Linked DNA regions of Mus musculus: all the other regions are linked to region 1. A link is a contact called in public HiChIP or PLAC-seq, capture Hi-C and promoter capture Hi-C data. All regions are on one chromosome and are shown on one strand. The core of a region is the stretch at or near the end of the contact, and the rest is flanking DNA. Distances in the headings are between cores, read along the strand shown.

Region 1 (2,556 bases), core at 42-2,541:
CTTGGGGTAGAAAAGGAAACTGCTTCTTATGTGCCCAGGGACAGCCAGGCCCCTGGCCGCCCAGACAAGGACCCGCTTGTTTTGGTGCCATCTTGGGATCCCCATCTGCAGTACAAATACAGTTTTATGAAGCTTTACTGGTTTTGTCTGTGTGTGGTATGAATGTGGAACTGAGGGCCCAGGGAAGGGCAGGCAAGTAGTGCTGAACCATGCTTCAGCCATCACCATACATCTCATACATCTCATCCAGTTTAATTCTCATACCAGAAACTGGGCTCAGTTTGGAGTATTTTACAAGTCTGCTCCGTGGTAACCATGCCCACTCCACCCCTGTGGACAGCCAGATGCAAATTGCCTGACACTGCTCCACCCCTCCCCCCAACTACTGTCCCCTGAAACTGAATAATCCCTGACTCGCTGTAATGGTGTTGGGCCACCAAACCCACTTCTGTATGCTCCCTGGCTTCTGCATATACTGTGCATCCCAGGCCTAAATGTCTCCTAAATGTGAAAGGGTTCCCATCTTAAGATGGGAACACCCAGCAGCTAATTATCCCTAGGAGTTGAGAGAAGCCAGGTCACCTTTGACAGCCTTCACTGTGGCTAGGGAGAGGCAGTGAAACTCTGGGAGTTATCTGGTCATTACCCCGATGGACACCGGACTGTATGCAACTATAGCAATCACATTGATTCAAAATAGGAAATGGAAGGTACGATGCTCAGCTCAGCTCTTCACTGAATCGTGACTGGCAGAACTGTGGCCTGTGAGGAAGCTGCAGAGGTACCCAGAACACAATGGCAGGAGCAATTTACGATTGCACCGTGAGGGCGCGGGGCTTGCTCTGACCCCGTTATTTAAAATCAGTTTTTAGTCATTGCATAGACTGGAATTGCAATAGGTAGTCAAGGTGGCCTACACCAAGATGAGCGCCCTTCAAACATTAACTAGGCAGACCGGGCCGCTCAACAAGGTCGATCGCAGGAAGGTCCTAACCTGGCATACTTGCTTGCTTGCCCTCTCAAAACCGAGAAGAGGCGTGTCCCAGCTCGGTCGGTCATTGAGCTGGAGAAGTCCAGCCAACCGGTCTCTTAGGTGAGGGGGGGCGTGTCCTGAGATCTGTGGCCCCTCCCTCCCGCTAGTCCTCCAGGGAAAAAGGTGCTGGGTTTCCCGTACGCCGTCGGTCACTGCGCAGGCGCGGCCCCACCCACTGGCCCTCTCCAGAAAGGGGTTGTTACGCGCTCCTCCATTGGCCAGGCGCGACCCCGCCCCACGGCGCACGTTCTCCTGACACCACTGTGGCTGGCTGCCCTTCGTGATGGCTGCCGTCAGGGTTTTGGTGGCGCCAAGGCTGGCTTCTGCGCTCCTACCGCTCTCCAGATACCACCGGGCTCCCTCCCAGCGCGCAGCCCTTCACAGCTCCGCACCGCGGCCCGGGGCCAGGGTGGCGTTGGTGAGTGCAGAGCCAGACTCCCAGGCCGAGTGCCTTCCCTTGCTAGGTCCCCGCAGCCTGGGGTCGACCAGCTGTCCGCCCAAGGTCGGCTCTTGGTGGGGTTCAGCCTCCCCTCCCTCGGTAATTGCGTGTTGGGCCCTCGCCCTCGTCAGTGCCTCTCTTCCTGCAGGTGCTGTCGGGCTGTGGAGTCTATGACGGAACCGAGATCCATGAGGCCTCAGCGTAAGTCCTCAGAGTTTGTAAACACTCTCTTGGTTTAAAAGGCAGAAATGGCCAGAGGGTGACCAAGCGCAGTGGGTTCACATCGTGATAAGTCCAAAGCCAAAGTTAGCACAGCCAAGACACAAAAGATGCCACCCGGACCCTGGGTGAAGGCAGAATGCCTGGCAGCAAGCTGGGGTCTTGAACATACCCAAAATGCAACACCTGCGGAGTCAACAACCCTCGCTGCTCATCAGTCAGTAAAAGGATGCCTTGCCTACTTATTCTGGTTCTACCCTTACCTTGCAGAAGTCTGTAAGCGGCAGGAGCCGTGCCTTCGTAAAAGCAACTAGGTGTCCTATAAACTAGGAATTCCCCAGCACTTGGTGCCAGTCCATCTGTAAAATCGTCATGCTGTGAGGCCGGAGGACACATTTGGAAGTGATGTCTTTGTGGATTTTCTTCATATAGGATCCTGGTGCACCTGAGCCGAGGCGGGGCTGAGGTCCAGATCTTTGCTCCCGATGTCCCTCAGATGCACGTGATTGACCACACCAAGGGGGAGCCTTCTGAGAGGGAAAGCAGGTATGGGTAGGGAAAGGACCTTACAAGAGCCCTGTTCCCATGAGCAGCTCCTGTACTGTAGCCTTCCTGATTATGTGATCAAGTGTCTGTCCCTCAAAGCAACTGTCATCCGGCTGTTCTGGAAATACATGGCCATGGGCCAAATGTTTCTGACCTCCCCGTGACCGTTACAGGGGTAGCAGTAGCCTTTGGGTGTGAGGTGGTCATGCTCTGCTCTGGCTAGTCCCTGTGTGGTACTGTGTTCCCTTTATCTTGTTGCTTTGTTTTTGGCAGGGAGGGGTTGTTTGTTTTGTTTTGTTTTCCCAAAGTTTCTCTATGT
Region 2 (2,556 bases), core at 37-2,536, 1.7 Mb before region 1:
TCTGACCTTGTGTTCCCTGTCCCCTCCCCTGTCCCCTCTGCTGCTCAGCATAGCTGTGGTCACTGCAGAGGTCTTATATGTTCAGCAGGCCTGGCCCTCCTTCCCTTCCCCTTCTGTGTGATTCTTTGAGCTTGGGGGAAAGGGACGATTTTAATAAAGCCTTGGTGCTCGAGTCCTGTCCCCGTGTTTGTCTTTAGGTTTGGTGGGGGTGGGTGAGACTGGGAGATCACTGAGGGCACGAGCTAGCAAGCTGGACACGGGGGAACCTCAAAGTCTCTATAACATTAGTTCATTTTACAACATGTAAAATGCTTAAAGATGAGGTGCCAGGTTGGGGTTCGATGGGGAAAGCAATTGGTTAGCATGCTCAAAGCCCTGGGTTCCATCCCCAGCACCATTTAAACCACATGGTGACCAGTGACAAGTGATTTTGAGGCCAGCCTGGGCCATGTGGTAGACAGGTCTCATTGTTGGACACCTCTGAATCCTAGCACTCAGGAGCCAGAGGCTGATGGATCTCTGTGAGTTCAAGGCCAGCTAGTCTACATAGCCAGGGCCATACAGTGAGACCCTGCCTCAAACAACAGTCACTTGAGGGCCAGCAAAATGGTTAAGCACGTTAAGGTGCTTGCCGCCAAGCTTGATGATCTGAGAGCAAGAACCAACTCCTTGTCCTCTTACGTGCACTGTGGAAGGCACACTTATACACACACACACACACTCACACAGGAGCCCGTGGCTTGGTGGTACACCTCTGTCATCCCAGTAGGTAGGTAGAGGCAGTCACTGGAGAACCTCATCAGTGTCAGGCCAACCTGAGCTATACAGTGAGCAACGAGCTCTGCTGTCAAGAAACAAAATAGAAAAAACGTGAGTGAGCCTCCAATAGGATGTTAGGGTGCTTGTCAGTTCCTCTGAGGAACAAAATATGGAACGCTTCACGAATTTGCGTGTCATCCTTGCGCAGGGGCCATGCTAATCTTCTCTGTATCGTTCCAATTTTAGTATATGTGCTGCCGAAGCGAGCACAAACAAGGCTTTTCTCCAAGGGATATTTATAGTCTCAAAACACACAATTACTTTACAGTTAGGGTGAGTTTCCTTTTGTGCTGTTTTTTAAAATAATAATTTAGTATTTGTATCTCTTATAGAAATCCAAGCCTATCATGTAAAATGTAGCTAGTATTAAAAAGAACAGATTATCTGTCTTTTATCGCACATTAAGCCTCTATAGTTACTAGGAAATATTATATGCAAATTAACCGGGGCAGGGGAGTAGCCGAGCTTCTCCCACAAGTCTGTGCGAGGGGGCCGGCGCGGGCCTAGAGATGGCGGCGTCGGATCCCGGGCGTTGGGGCGAGTGTGGACCGCGGCCGCCGGGCCGACTGGGCGCCCGGGGCGGACAGGTTAGTACGGCGTGCGGGGTACGGGACTCGTGGCTGGTGCGTTTCAGGCTAAAACCGCGAGCGGAAGGCCGAGGGGCGGGGCTTGCGGGGTCAGAGGGCGGGCCTGGGAACAAAGCTTGCTGGGTAGAGGCCGTTGTGGGAGGGATGTGAATAGGGGGAGCCTAAGGCGACGGGGTTGAGGAGGGGGCGTGGTCCGAGGGGCTGAGCCTCCCTGGGAGGGGCGTGGCCTGAGTTCAGAAGTTGGATGGAGGGGCAGAGTCTGAAGAAATAAGACTGATAGAGAGGGATGTGGCCTAGGGAGCGGAGTCTAAGGTGGGCCGGGGTTGGGGGTGCTAAAGATCTGAGATCGATGCAGAGAGGTGACCTAGTAGTCACAAGCTGAGCAGAAACTGAGGCTGAATTTACCAGTTTGGTTTGGAGGCGGAGCCTAGGGTGATTAGACAATGTGGGTGGAGCTTAACGAGCTTGGGCGGGAGGTGGTGGAGGTGTGTGTGTTAAGACTCAGGATTTAGCCGGGTGTGGTGGTTCACGCCTTTAATCCCAGCATTTGGGAGGCAGAGGCTGCGGATTTCTGAGTTCGAGGCCAGCCTGGTCTACAACGTGAGTTCCAGGACAGCCAGAGCTATACAGAGAAACCCTGTCTCGAAAAACCAAAAAGAAAAAAAAAAAGACTCAGGCTTTTTGCCAGGCGCACGCCTTTAATCCCAGCACTTGGGAGGCAGAGGCAGGCGGATTTCAGAGTTCGAGGCCAGCCTGGTCTACAGAGTGAGTTCCAGGAGAGCCAGGGCTACACAGAGAAACCCTGTCTCAAAAAAAAAAAAACAAAAAAAGGCTCAGAATTTGAGCCTTGGATGTTAACTTGTTGAGAGTATTGTGTGGCATGGGCTGCTGCGGGGTCTAAGCTACTAGGTCCCAGGCAAGGCTTGGAGACTGAACTAGAGTGTAGACTGAGGCCCAGACTGAAGTGGTAGGGGTGGGCCCGGTTGTGTGTGTGGAGGGTGCTTAGCGTTTGTAGGCTGAGCTCAGGCTGATCTGGGTTGCCTAGGGAGGAGTGACCCCAGGCGGGGCATCATGGATTTTATAGCAGGGCTCTCGCTGGAGAACATTCTAGACACCCTTTAGCTGGGAGCTGCTATAGAGCACTGCCTCC
Region 3 (2,556 bases), core at 23-2,522, 1.6 Mb before region 1:
GGCTGGGTGTCAGCCTTCTTGGCCAGGGAAGGATGTGACAGCTCCCACCCATCGGAGGGTGTGGCGGGTCACGGGTTAATCCCAAGAGGAAAGTTGTCTTGCACAAAACACACCCAGAGAGGGAAGGGCAGGGGGAGCGGTCACCAGCCAAGTCGGGCTGGCCAGACTGCTCTGTCCCAGCCCTGGCTTCGGTAAGGACAGGCTCCCTGTGTGGGATGCCCCAAGACACCAAGCAGGCAGATTTGTGACCTAGAAGATGTTTTCCTACCACCAGGCTTGTCAAGCACCCCTAGACCACCTATCTTTCCCACCTGTGGGAGTAAGGGGCTTGGGGGACACCCTCACGTTGCCCAGAGCGGGCTGCATGCCTGAACGGGCCCCGGTGCGTATGAAATCTTCCACTGCCCATCGCTTCGCAAACCCACACAAACAGACCCCAGCTCACTCAGACTAGGTTTGGGGACTGGGTTCCACCATCATTTTCAACCTCAGTCAGCCACTCCTTTGAGTCACACCATCTGGTCCCCGCTTTTTCTGGGAAGGGGGAGGGGATACTCTTAGAGGGAAAGGGGGAAATCTGATTAAAGCTTCTGTCAGGGAACCGCCCGCCTAGCTCTCCACAGAAATCTACCTCTCCAGCCAGTGGCAACTCAGGACATCTAAGGGGTCGGAATTGGTTTGGCCAAGAGGCTGCGGACCCAGAAGAGGCCACGAGGAGGGCAGAGCGCAGGAAGGACCGACAGAAGCGCCAGGAGCAGCAAGCCGAAGCTGGGGGAGGGGAAGCGGGGAGCACCCAGCCTCTTGAGTAAGGGTCCCATTACTTCCGAAGTCCCGCAGCCTCTTGGGGGGGGGGCGCCCACCCACAGGTGGCCCAGCTTGGATAAAGGGTCTTGCGCGCGCGTGGGCCTCTCTCCTTTGCATCCTGCAAGAGATGTGTGGTGCAACCCAGGTGCCCCCCCCTCCAGCTTGATTGGGGACCAGGCCTGGAGTGCGCGGCCCAGCTCGATCCTTCCCTTTTGCAGCTGGGCACGGTCTCCCCGCGTCGCCTCTAGGTTCCCCGTTGGGGGCCTGGGGCGTCAGAGCGCGCGCGGCCGGGTACTCACTCCATCTCCCGCGAGGTCCGTGGGCGGTGCAGCGCGGGGCAGGGCCGACTCTAGGGCCTGGCGGCCGGGGCTGTGCGGCGCGGGGGCGGCACCGGGGCGGGCATCGTCCCCAGCGCGCCGGGTATTGTCCGGGCGCGGCCGGGTGGGCTCGTGTGCGCGCCGCCTCTGCGCGTTCCCTGTATCCCTCGCGCCCGCGCGCGCCTCCTGCTGGCCGCAGACGCTCCGCACCGCGCAGCTGCACCCCAAAACGTCGCAGAGATCCCGGACCCAGTCACCCTGAGTTCTCCATGGAATGAAAGGAGTCCTGATATAGTTTAGGGCCCCAAGTCGGACCCCCGACCCGCGAGAGAGCCACAGCAGCAGCTCTTGAGGGGGTTCAGTTCCTGCACGAGGCCCAGCCTGGGCCAATGGCTGGATATGGTTTACTGAACTCAGGAGTTTAGTCAGCCCTGTGATGCTGCCAGACTGAGCAAAGGGGTATTGGGTGAACTTAGACTTTGTTCCCAGGGCACTGGAGAGCCACAGTAAGAAAGACATAGGGCCTGTCTCCCTCAGAGAGTGCACCATGTGACTTTCTGCCTGGACTGCAGCTCCTTGGCCTTAGACACTCACTGGGCCTTGGGGCAGCGCAGGGAGAGTGAGTCACAAAATTCGCTTCTCTGATAGAGTCGTTGTCCTTTGGTTTGGTTTTGGAGACTGTATGCTCACTTTGTGTGCACGTGGAGGTCCCAGGACATCTTCCACTGCCTTCCTGCCAAGCCACCCACTTTCCCTTGGACTTCTTTTGAAATTATGTAGACTAATATGTAGACTAGGCTGTCCTGAAAGTACCCACTGCCTTAGCCAGGCCTGCACCACCACACCTATCTTCCCTGGGTTTGGATCTGGGCTCACCGGTATAGTGGTGTGTGATTCTGTGTCTGTTTCTCAGCCTTTTCACCTCTCTGCCCATCCCACCTCCTCAGATGCTAGAGGGCTAACGGTGTCGTCTCACCTGGACACACTGAGGGTCAGGCGAACTTTTCAGATAAAAGGCCAGATAGTAAACACTGCCAGCATTGTTGGCCAGGTGGTTTGTGTTGCAAGGACAGTACACTTATCATGAACACCAGAGGAGCTGGAGGAGATCTGTGAAGTGGTTCTGTGTCAATAAAACTTTATCAACATTGATGGGCTCTATGCTGTGTGTCAATAAAACTTTACTGACAAAGACAGGCTGAATGCTATATTTTGCTGAGCCTGCATTATTAGATGCTCAGACTGACAGCTGGTATCTTCCATGTTCCTGGACCACTGTCTTTTCAGTCAAAAGAGAATGACTGAGTTCTTACTGTATGCTCTGGGGATTCAGGACACTATCTTTGTCTCCTAAGCAAGTGAGTTAAGATTTAGGGCTGGTGAGATGGCTCAGTGGGTAAGAGCACCCGACTGCTCTTCTGAAGGTCAGGAGTTC
Region 4 (2,556 bases), core at 25-2,524, 1.6 Mb before region 1:
CCACATGGTGGCTCACAACCATCTGTAATGGAATTCAATGCCCTCTTCTGGTAGACAGAGATAGTGTACTCAGATACATAAAATAAATAAATCTTTAAAAAAACAAAAACAAAAGCAAAAACGGTGTGTGCCACCACACCCAGCTCTGAGTTTGTGTGTGTGTCTGTTTATCTGTCCGTTTGCTTGCCCGACTGCCTGATTGAGACAAGGTTTTATGTGCATTTTATGTGCTTAAATTTGAATCCGCCTGCCTTTACCTCCAGAGGGCTGGGATTATAAACCCAAAGCTCTCACTGATGCGCTCCAGACAGTAGAAGCCCTAGTACTGAGAAAATGAGCCCAGGTCCTGTCTTCTCAGGAGGGTACTGTCTGAGCTACAGAATTAGCCTGGAAAATTTAGTGAGATTCTGTCTCAAATATAAAATGCTGGTGCGTGATAGCACATATCTGTCATCCGGCACTTCCTGAGCTAGGAGGCAGGAGGATCAGGAATTCACTGTCATCTTTGGCCACATTAGAAGTTTGAAACCAACCTGGGCTACGTGTAGATAGATCCCTTAGTCCAACACTGGGAAGGAGAAGACAGCAAGGTCAGGCTTTCCAGATTAGTTCTCATACATGTAAATTGGAAGCTAACATGAGCTACATGGGACTCTGTGAATGTGAATGAATGAATGGATGGATGGATGAATGAAATCGCGATGTGGTACTATTTACACGTCTTTTCCATCTTTCTACGGCCCTGATTCCATTTGCACAAACACATATACATACAGAGAGACAGAGACAGAGAGAGGCAGAGAGGAGGAGGAGGAAGAGGAGGAGAAACAAATAGGGTAGGGACTGGGCGTGGTGGCGCACGACTATAGTCCCAGTACTGGGTGGCAGAGCAGGAGTATAAGGAGGATATCTGTTGAGTTCAAGGGAATCCTGTTAAATTCCAGGACATTCATGGTTAAATAGTGAGACTTTGTGCCAAAAATGTGCATATAGTACATAATATATACACATATGTAAATGTTACGCACATATATATGAACAAATAAAATAAAGCAGAAACCAGTCAATCAAAGAACAAAAAAATATAAAAACTAAAGAGGGAACTTGGATATGAAAAGAACGAATCAGAAGAGTATTTCTGCGCATGCTCTCTTGCCGCCACGCTGCCCGCTGCCTCTTGGGAGTTGTAGTTCTCCTTCGACTCCTCTCACAGGACAGACCCTAAGAGCGCTTCCGGCAGTCGCAGAACTACAGCTCCCTGCAGGCGGCGCGTGCGCGTGCGCACTGCGGGCAGCAGGCGGCATGTCGGCGCTCCGGTGGACCCGAAGCGCAGCCGGGCTTGGCCGGGTTCTGCGCTCCCCTGGGCCCCACCGCCCGCCTTCGGAGGAAGGTAAAGGAGTGTCGGATCCAGGACTATAATCTTCCCTTCCTTAGGATCCCGGTCACCTTCAACCTTTGTTCTTTGACCTATGGAGGAGTTTCTGGGGACCCATTTAGCTGGGCACTAGTTGGCAACGTCTCTCTAGGTCCGCAGGGCACTTTGACTTTTGATTGTTGCTCGCTTTTCCATGTCTCTGACCCACTGTTGGGGACTTACGGATATTGGCATTGACCTTTGGCTACTTTTAGTTAGGAGTACTTCTTGCTGGATCCTGCACCCCGATCCTTATAGCTTTGGCCTGTTCTGCCCTTGAAGTTGGTCTTTTTCTGGGTCTGGATTTATTTGTGGGCGGGGCGTGTTTTTTTTTTTTTTTTTTTTTTTTTTTTGAGCCATGGTGTTTCCATGTGGTTCATGCTGGATGCTTTATTTGAACTCAGGTCCTACTGCTTCAACCTCCTGAGTTCTGAGATCCCATGCCTGGCAGTCCTTGTCTTTTGATCCATTTCTTTCTGGGCATGACGTAAGTTTGAGGCAGGAACTCACACTAGCTTAACCTAGAACTTCCTTTGTAGCCCAGGCTGGAATCCAATTGGAGACCCTCCCACCTCAGCCTCCAGAGACCTGGGGTAATAAGTGTGCATGCCACGGTGTCCACTTGATAGGATGGTTTCTGTGTTCTTATTCTTCATGTCTCTTTCTAGGGACTTTTGGTGGCTTCTGCAGCTCAAGAAGGAGCTCCGCTGCCAGTCCCCGTGAGCAACATGTCCTGAGGGAGTGGGGCCATGCTGAACTGCTGGAAGGTAAGTTGGTGTCCTAAGTCCTTCTCCACAGTGAAGCCTTGAGGGAGTGTGCTCTGCGTTGTACCTGACCACTCCAAGGGAGTATGTAAAATGGGGTCCAGAGTCCACTGAGCAGTGTTGTCTGGCTGGCCTGTCTGTGGTCCTGTGGGTCCTCTTGTGCTGGTTCTGGGAGCTGCTGTAATTCCATTCCCTGAGTTCCAGATTCCCACCTGGGGCTCTCACTTCTAGGAAGACAGTGGAGGCCCCAAATACACCTGAACAATACCGGATTTGCATTGTTGGAATGCTGACATAGAAGTCTCCAGTTTTAGTCCTGCAGAGTCGAGGTGCAGCTGGAATCCAGCCTGTCTGCCAGGCCTGCCTGTCTGTCTTCCT
Region 5 (2,556 bases), core at 28-2,527, 1.5 Mb before region 1:
CCTCTCGGGCATCACATCACAAGCTCGCTCGGAAAGGAGAGACAGACGCAAACACTCGGGTCATGGCCCTACGCCAGCTTCTTTCGCTGCACGCAGCAGCCAACTCAGGCCACGTCCGTAGCCACACACCCGGGATGTGTGGGTACTCGGAACGCGCCCGCCCCGGGCGCAAGTGGAGACCGTGGGAACGCGAGGCGCCCGCTTAATAACGCCCTCCCCGAGGCCTCCCGAGCGCGTCCTTTCCCATGCGTCCTTCCTTATTTCTTCCTTCTTTCCTTCCCTTCTTTTCCTTCCTCCTCCTTTTTCTTCCTTTCTCCTTTCTACCCATCTTTCCACCCTCATTTCTGCTCCGCGGCCTACGGGCACCCACGTTCCCCTCTATTCGTCCTCTCCACCCCTATGCGCTCAGACCCTGGCCCTGAGGCCGCGGTTCTCGCCCACTGCAACTAGGGCGCGCGGGAGGGGGAGCGCCAAGGACCCCCTCACTCCAGGCCTCCAAAAGGGCGGACCCTCTGCACACCAGGGTCCCTCGGGGGTGGGTCCGGGTCGAGCCCGAGGTCACCGCGAGGGGACTACCCCCCATCCTCGGCCCGGTGACTCGAACTGCCACCACCCCGAGGTCACCATCCGGGACGTGGCGCCCCGCCCTCTCCCGGGCGCGCCAAGGACGGGCCCCTCCCGGAGGCGGCACCTGAAGTCGCTGTAGGGGTGGATGATCCAGGCCCCCGCCGACTTCACGCGTTCCTGCTCGCGCTCCACGGCCTTCTGGCTGCCGAACATCCGCAGGGAGAACTTGTTGACGCCGGGCTGCAGAAGCGCCCCGAATTGGCGCTGCAGGAAGCTAGCCTGGCTGCCGCGCGGCTCACCCGCCGGGCCCGCCTCCTCGCTGCCCGCCTCCTCGGCCGCCGAGGGCCCGGAGGCCGCCCCGCGGCATGAGAACGAAACCTTGGGGCCGCGCGCGGGGCCCTCGGGGCTGCACTGCGGCTCCCCGCGCCCGCACTCGCCATTCGCGCCGCCCTTGGCCGCGCCAGGGGTGCAGGCGCTGTCGCGGCTGCAGAGCCGGGCGCGCGGGCCGGGCTCGTCCGCCGACTCCGGGTGCGAGGGGGTCGTGGGGTTCGGGGGTGGCGCGGGTGGTGGCTGAGGCTGAGGGGGCGCGGGCGGCGGCGGCGGTGGCGGCGGCCCCGGCGCAGGGGTCGTGCCCGGACTATCGCCCGGCCGCCCGCCGCCCCCGCGCGCATCCATGGCGAGGCGGCGCCGGGCAGTGCGGAGCGGAGCGGCCGCCGCCGCCGCCGGCCGAGCCCGAGGGAGGGCGGAGCCGGGGGTGGAGCCTCTGCTTGCGGGGGAGGGGCGGGGGCGGGAGCCCCGCCTCCACCTGAACCACCCTCACCCCACACAGGGATGGATGGGGAAACTGAGGCTCTGGCCAGCAAGCAGGCTCAAGGTCAGTCAGCCCCTTGAGACCTTGGAGATGCGCTCAGGCTCGGTTCCCCAGGGGGAAACTGAGGCCAAGGACGAACCCAAGGTCACAGAGCCCAGCCGGCGGGCCCCTGCCTTGACGCACGATGCAGACCAAGCCCTGGTCCACTCTGGGGTTCCTCCGCGATCTCGAGGACACCGCGGGCGGGGCAACCGCTGACGCTCACCCCTCGGGTGCCAACTCCTTTCTCGGTTCAAGGTGGCAGATTCCATAATAAAAGTGTGTTCCCGGAGGCTACCATATCTCTGGCTCTGTCGCTTTCACCGCCTCCAAGGCAGAAACCTATGAATATTTGTGAGAAGGGCTGAGATCATTCTGGGTTCTAATCTCAGCCCATCTCCAAGCCCTACTTGTGGGGAAACTGAGGCATGGTCAGGCAACAAAAACAGTAGCAAGACTCCTGTGGCTTCTGGCGACTTCTCCCTTAAAAAGTGAGGATCCCAGGTTAGGTAGTCCTTAGCGGTCTCCAGGGGATCCTGGTTCAACTTCTGCCTCTGTACATATACCCGACCCCTACTCTCTGCCACCTTGACTCAGGCATCAGTTACATTCCACACTTTACCCCAGGTCCGGGGAGACATTGGCTCCTGGGGGTCCTAAGGCTGTGGCCTGAGGCTGGAGCCAGGTGACACTAGTTCTGACTCTAAATTCCCACCCTTCTTCACCAAAGAGTGGAGAGGATTTTATGACAGGATGTTGGGGAGAAGGGAGGAAATACAGGGGAAGAATAGCTGTGAACTGGTGGGAAGAAAGTTCTCATTCAGGAGACTCTTGGGACCTTCTTATGTCCCCTCTGGGCATCCTTAGATTCTCCCTTATTTCCCTGGACCCTAAGTTCACTTAAATCCTTCTGACCTTTTACAAACTCCCCTGGATGCTTCTGGACCCTTTCTAGACCCTTTTAGATCTTCTGGGTCCCTCTTAACTTCTCTTGGACCCTTCCAGCCCTTTATGGGTCATCAAGGTCCCTACAGCCTTCACTGTTTCTGGCCTGACCTCATATTTAGCTATTGGTTGAGTGTCTCAAGAATGGGGCTATGACTTCTGTCTGCTCACAGTAGGTGTCCAGTGATGTTGGA
Region 6 (2,556 bases), core at 23-2,522, 1.5 Mb before region 1:
ATCAGCTAGATTCTACAGCCATTTTTCAGACTTCAGCCCAGTGGCGCTCCTCTTCCAGCAGACAACACCAAAGGCGACCTGGCTGGGCTCCTGAGAGTGCCTGTGTGGAAGTGGCTGAGAGCCAGGCGCGCGCGCCTCCGCCCCCTCCACAGGCAGTGATCTAGTTTCTCTCGCATCGATCTGGCCGGCCTTGCCCCTCCTCCGCACCCTGCCCCGCCCAGCACTCTTCTCTTTGTTTCCCGGCAGTACTGTCCTGGAAAGGGCGGGGGACAGAGGCAGGGTGATGATGACAACCCCTTCCCTCACAGAAGGAATCCCCTTGGGGTCTGAATCGGTGTCTCCGAGGTCTCTTGAGCCTGGGCTGGGGCTGTTGGCAGGCCTGAGAGTTCTGACCCTCGGGTTCCAATATGAACCCAAAGAACCGATGGATGTCCTTTGCTTACAGCCTAGGAAACAGGCCAGGAGCCAGCAGAAGCGACCCATGGTCACCTTTAGACTTCTCCAGACGCAGCGCCACCCGCGGTGTCCTGGGCACTTGCTTCACTTCCAGGCCTCAGTTTCCCTTTAAGCCTTGGCCTTGCTCCAGGGTTCAGTTTTCCCACTAACCAGTAAAGAAGGTTCAGTTGGAGGGGGTACCCTCTGAGTCTGAGGTTCTCTTGTCCTGGACCCCAGCCTGTGCACTGGCCCAGGCCCTATTTGGACCCTATTTAGAAGTAAAGTTGGGCAGGATATGACTGAACGTGTCAAGGACCCGGATAGTCTCATCCTGCCTCTACCACCCAGACCTCAAGTTCCCTTTTGTGCCTTATCCTTACCCTAGCCCTCGGTTTCCTCACTGAGCAAACCCGGTGGAACAGTGGCTTAAGGGATACTTAGGGGCCGGAGGATAGCTCTACAAAGCCAGGCCTCAGTTTCTCAACTTAGAAGTAAAGAAGGGCAGGATGTTGCTGGAACAGTGGTGAAGGGTGGCCTCGGGGTTAGGGGATCACTCCCTGCACCTGCGACTTCAGGCCTTAGTTTCTCTATTTAGAAGAAAAGAAGGGAGGATAGGATGCTGCTGGAGTGAAGGCAGAGACTTGGAAGTTGAAGAATGGCGCCCCGCCCCGTGTATGCGACCCCTGTCCTCAGTTTCCCCATCGGTCTGAGCCTGACTGGACATTCCCTCGGGGAGCCCCGGCAGGCTGCGCTAGGTCGGAGGCGGCGCTGCCAGAACAGGGTCGGGGTCCCAGGAGTGTAGCCCCCCGCGGCTGCGCGCTGCGCGGAGCGGTGACATCACTCGGCGGGGAGGAGCGCACGGCTCTGGACCAGGCTCAGCCGGGGCTCCTCGGCGGCCGCGGCCATGACGCAGGGTCCGGGTGGCCGCGCGGCCCCCGAGCCCGAGGCGCCCACCACCTTCTGCGCACTGCTGCCGCGGATGCCGCAGTGGAAGTTCGCAGCGCCGGGTAGCTTCCTGGGCCGCGGTCCCGCGGCGACGCGCGTGGCGGGGGTGGCAGAGGCGCAGCCGGAGCCCGGGGTCCCCGCGCTGGCCGCTGTGTTGGGCGCTTGCGAACCGCGCTGCGCCGCGCCCTGTCCGCTGCCCGCGCTCGGCCGCTGCCGGGGCTCGGGGACGCGGGGCGCGCGGGTGACTCCGGATGTCGCTGACGAGTGGGTGCGCAAGGGCGGCTTCATTCACAAGCCGGCGCACGGCTGGTTGCATCCCGATGCCAGGGTCCTGGGGCCCGGGGTCTCTTACATCGTTCGGGTGAGTGCGCTCAGCCTCTTTCCCGGCGCGCCGTGGTCGGGGACCGCTCCCACCCCCAGTTTGGTCTCTTGGACCCCAAGAGCCAAGTGAGCGCTCCCCACAACCCAGGAACCCAGTCTCCAGTACGCGCGCTTCTCGACCGCCCCCACTCGCAGGCGCTGGGGTCCGGGTTCTCACGGCGTCACGTGGGGAGGGGCGGGGAGAGGGCGCAGGTAGGGAGGGGACACACGCATGCGCAAGCTAGCCGCACCCCCCCTCCGCTATTGGGTGGGAGAGTCCTTAAGATAAGGACTAGGTATCCGAGGGTTCCCTGACCCCGGAGAAAGCAACTTTGCAGGCTTATAGTGGGGACTCAAGCTCAGGGCTCAGGGTTCCAAATTCCACATCAGAGCCGATGAAGTGAAGGGGCCTGGCTTTGTTTATCCCCTTTATTTTGGCAGAGGTGGAAAGGGGTAGGGATTTGGCCAGAGGATAGCGACTTCCAGCTGCAGGCCATCATTCTGGCTTATCAACCCCAAATATTGGGATGCTAAGATGAGTGTCACCACTTCCAGACCTTTGTTCTTTGTTTTGTTTTTGAAACGGGGTCTCATGTAGCTCAGGCTGACCTGGAAGTCACTATGTAGCTGAGGATAACCTTGCATTCCTGATCCTCCTGCTTCCACTTTGCAAGAGCCAGGGTGACAGTCATGCACCACCACACCCATTCCCTATGATGCTGGGGATGGAGCTCAGCCCTTTTCATGTTAGTTGAGCTCTGTATCTGCTTAGCCCCAGCCCCTACCCAGGTTTCTATTGTGACCTTTGCAAGGGTG
Region 7 (2,556 bases), core at 32-2,531, 1.2 Mb after region 1:
CGGAGTCTTCCTGACTCTACCATAGAGATCGTGATTGTAACAGGTGGAGGGATGAGGGGACAGAGCTATGTATACACCCCTTTGCATGTATGATATATCGTTATTGGCACCGAAGTGAGTCATTGGTGGGTTTGAGGCTCAGGGCGGGATGAGTTTTGTCATCTCAGCTAGAATGTCACCCTCAACCCACTTCTCTGCTCACCCGTCTGTTCATATGACAACAAAGAAGCAACTCTGTTTCCCAGAGATGCTTCTCGAAAGTCTGGAGGTAAACATGTGGATCACTCTCTCCACCTATGAAGGGCAAAGCTTGATTTCCAAGTCCAAAGAGGCCTTCTCTGGCTGGTTCAGGTTGCTTCAGGAAGCCAGGAAGGATGACCCTGGGCTCCTGGGTATCTAGGTACTGATGGAAGGCAGAGTTCCCAGGACTCGCAGCTTCTATCAGTACTGGAATTACAAGTTGGCCTGGTTCCTTTACCTTCGTGGTGTGCAGAAAGGAATAAGCCTAAGCTAATAGAGAGCAATCAGATGAAGGAAGTTTAGTCCGATGAAAACGATAGTTAATTGACACAAAATAGAGCAGGACACCTCTGAGGAAAGGTGCACAAAAGATAACAACAACAACAACAACAACATGACATGTTTTCCCACAGCCACTACCACAGCCAGTTCTTCCATCGGCTTTGAATCGCTTGTGGACAGGTGTGCAGGCCCAGAACCTAAACACAAGTTCTACAGTCTGGGCTGTGTTGGCTTTCAAAGGCTTCCAAGCAGAGAGGGGCACCCGCGAAGGGCTGCGGTCAACGGATCAGGCCCACATAGTCGCGAAGGCTGTGGGTCCAACTGACCTCCCTAGAATATCAGCGCGTGCGAGACTGGGTGTCTGCAGTCTCCCGCTAGCTGCGTGTGCCAAACACTTGCAGAGGATGCAGGCCCCGCAGCCATCTCACAACCAAGCATCCACTCCCTTCCCTCTAGCCTTCTGGAGGCCCCGCCCCAGGCCCGGCCCTGGCCCCGCCCCGTACTGTCCCCGCCCCCGCCAGTTGACTAACCTTTCCAGAAGCCCCGCCTCCTCCCAGCCCCAGAGTGGGGCCCCGCCCAACCCTAACCGCCCTTCGACGCTAAACGGCTTCTAGCCGGAGAGCTTTCCGTGCCCTGATTGGCTGTGATGGTCACCGTTTCGCAGCTCCATTGGCTCCCGGCGCCCGCTTTCTCAGGCCCTGCCCTTGAGCGGGGGCGGGGCCAGAGGCGGCGGGCTGCGCAGGAGTGGCTGGTTGCACGGAGGGGGCGGGTCCTCGCCGCGCGCAGTGCTTCGGCCAGAGCTCGAGGCGCTGCTTACCGTCGCCTGAGCTAGGAGACGCCGCGGCCGCCGCTGGGTCGCATCGGGCTTCGCGTCGCGCCGTGTACGCCTCCTCTGCCCCACCCGACCGGCAGCATAGGCTCTACCTGGTCCGCGGCCTCCCTGTCCGCGGCGGGGCAGGTGAGTGAGTGGCGGCGGGTTGAAGTGTGTGTGGGGGGGTCCAGCGCGGAGGTAGCTCGCATGCCGCGTCCCAGGCCGGCCGAGACCCCTCCAAAGGCCAGAGGACCGGACAGTTCGCAGTCAGAAAACTTCATTCGAGCTGGGGTGTTGGGGATCCTGGGGGAAGGGTTGAGGTTGGCGATCTCAGTACTAGGGCCGGGATCCTAGGCTGAGGCGAGGGTCCCAAGCTGAGGCGAGGATTCCAGGCTGAGGTGAGGGTCCCAGGCTGAGGGCGGAGGTCCTGGGAGAGAATAGGGGGTACCAGGTTGAGGGCGGGGGTCCCGGGCTGAAGGTAGGGGTCCCAGGCCAAGACCAAGGTCCTAGGCTGAGGGCGGGGATCTAGGACTGAGTACCGAGCTCTGAGGGCTCAAGGCTGAGGTTCCAGGGCTTAGTGCAGAGTCCCAGGCTTAAAGCAGGGTGGGGGTATCCCAGGCCAAAGCGATGGTCGGAGGACTGAAGATGGGAATCCCAGAGGCATGTGTATCAGGCTGAGCAAAGGGTCAAGGGAAGCAGCTTCCCAGGCTGTGACCGGGGTCCTAGGCTGAGGCAGGAATTACTTAGAGAGAGGGAGAAAGAGGTGGGTGGGTGGGTGGGGAAGTGTGGGGCCGAGGGTCGGGCTCCCGGAATAGAGTAGTTCTTGATAGCCCCTTGGGCTTGGAGCTGGGGCCAGAACAGGGTCCTAGACAGAAGTTTCCAGTGAGGGGCTCACTCTCCAGCTCTGCATGGTCTTGCCTGTTCTTGGATTCAGGCACGGCCTAGGGTCCTTGTGAAAGTCTGACGGTAACTGGCCCTGGCCTACGTCGGGGGTCGGGGTAGAGCCACTCAGGAAAACCCAGGCCTCTTTACTCCCTCCCTAAATTCAGAAGTTGTTAGTGGGCACATTACGCTGCAGGCTTTCGGGTCAACACACAATAGCTGTGATCTCACTGGGACTTGCAAGGCTTAGACGGATGTCTTGTGATTGAGACGAGCTGGGGAGGAAAAAAAAAGGAAGCCCAGAGGATGGATGTGGGGCGAGGGCAGGGTGCGGCCTTTTC

The links. Promoter capture Hi-C pulls out the DNA fragments that hold promoters and counts their contacts. HiChIP or PLAC-seq counts read pairs in DNA pulled down with a chosen protein or histone mark. Capture Hi-C pulls out chosen DNA fragments and counts their contacts.
Region 2: a contact with region 1 is called in a promoter capture Hi-C map of liver, with 3 times the contacts expected there. The contact joins the promoter of Med16 here to the promoter of Gatd3a in region 1. A contact is called at or near these places in 3 of 39 promoter capture datasets (cranial neural crest, liver and pre-B cells).
Region 3: a promoter capture Hi-C map of cranial neural crest shows a contact between it and region 1. The contact joins the promoter of Palm here to the promoter of Gatd3a in region 1. A contact is called at or near these places in 4 of 39 promoter capture datasets (cranial neural crest, hippocampal neurons, liver and 1 more).
Region 4: a promoter capture Hi-C map of liver shows a contact between it and region 1, with 2.5 times the contacts expected there. The contact joins the promoter of Polrmt here to the promoter of Gatd3a in region 1. A contact is called at or near these places in 2 of 39 promoter capture datasets (hippocampal neurons and liver) and 2 of 9 other capture datasets (adipose tissue and liver).
Region 5: a capture Hi-C map of embryonic stem cells shows a contact between it and region 1, with 8 times the contacts expected there. The contact joins the promoter of Hcn2 here to the promoter of Gatd3a in region 1. A contact is called at or near these places in 1 of 39 promoter capture datasets (hippocampal neurons), 1 of 115 datasets of contacts at active chromatin or transcription factors (pancreatic cancer cells) and 1 of 9 other capture datasets (embryonic stem cells).
Region 6: a contact with region 1 is called in an H3K27ac HiChIP or PLAC-seq map of embryonic stem cells, with 6 times the contacts expected there. The contact joins the promoter of Shc2 here to the promoter of Gatd3a in region 1. A contact is called at or near these places in 2 of 39 promoter capture datasets (cranial neural crest and embryonic stem cells) and 2 of 115 datasets of contacts at active chromatin or transcription factors (both in embryonic stem cells).
Region 7: a contact with region 1 is called in a promoter capture Hi-C map of pre-B cells, with 4 times the contacts expected there. The contact joins the promoter of Pcbp3 here to the promoter of Gatd3a in region 1.

Annotation. Positions count from the first base shown.
Region 1 is chr10:78,168,490-78,171,045 of GRCm38.p6, reverse strand. Gatd3a (glutamine amidotransferase like class 1 domain containing 3A) reads left to right here and starts at 1,291. Exons shown (of 7, transcript NM_138601.3): 1 at 1,291-1,451; 2 at 1,621-1,673; 3 at 2,124-2,237. The coding sequence starts at 1,317. It overlaps Pwp2 (PWP2 periodic tryptophan protein homolog (yeast)), which reads left to right. Exons shown (of 21, transcript NM_029546.2): 21 at 1-136.
Region 2 is chr10:79,907,668-79,910,223 of GRCm38.p6, reverse strand. It overlaps Med16 (mediator complex subunit 16), which reads left to right and starts at 1,286. Exons shown (of 15, transcript NM_198107.2): 1 at 1,286-1,406. The coding sequence starts at 1,329. R3hdm4 (R3H domain containing 4) reads left to right here. Exons shown (of 8, transcript NM_177994.5): 8 at 1-172. Gm24019 (a small nuclear RNA gene) reads right to left here and starts at 1,029; the gene lies at 923-1,029.
Region 3 is chr10:79,792,288-79,794,843 of GRCm38.p6, reverse strand. Palm (paralemmin) reads right to left here and starts at 1,272. Exons shown (of 9, transcript NM_023128.4): 1 at 1,104-1,272. The coding sequence starts at 1,108. It also overlaps a transcript of Prss57 not described here.
Region 4 is chr10:79,745,299-79,747,854 of GRCm38.p6, reverse strand. Polrmt (polymerase (RNA) mitochondrial (DNA directed)) reads left to right here and starts at 1,274. Exons shown (of 21, transcript NM_172551.3): 1 at 1,274-1,390; 2 at 2,083-2,181. The coding sequence starts at 1,303.
Region 5 is chr10:79,715,355-79,717,910 of GRCm38.p6, reverse strand. Hcn2 (hyperpolarization-activated, cyclic nucleotide-gated K+ 2) reads right to left here and starts at 1,277. Exons shown (of 8, transcript NM_008226.2): 1 at 692-1,277. The coding sequence starts at 1,242.
Region 6 is chr10:79,636,634-79,639,189 of GRCm38.p6, reverse strand. Shc2 (SHC (Src homology 2 domain containing) transforming protein 2) reads left to right here and starts at 1,272. Exons shown (of 13, transcript NM_001024539.1): 1 at 1,272-1,741. The coding sequence starts at 1,340.
Region 7 is chr10:76,960,672-76,963,227 of GRCm38.p6, reverse strand. Pcbp3 (poly(rC) binding protein 3) reads left to right here and starts at 1,281. Exons shown (of 16, transcript NM_021568.2): 1 at 1,281-1,480. Gm35664 (a long non-coding RNA gene) reads right to left here and starts at 1,087. Exons shown (of 2, transcript XR_380584.1): 1 at 1,053-1,087; 2 at 626-852.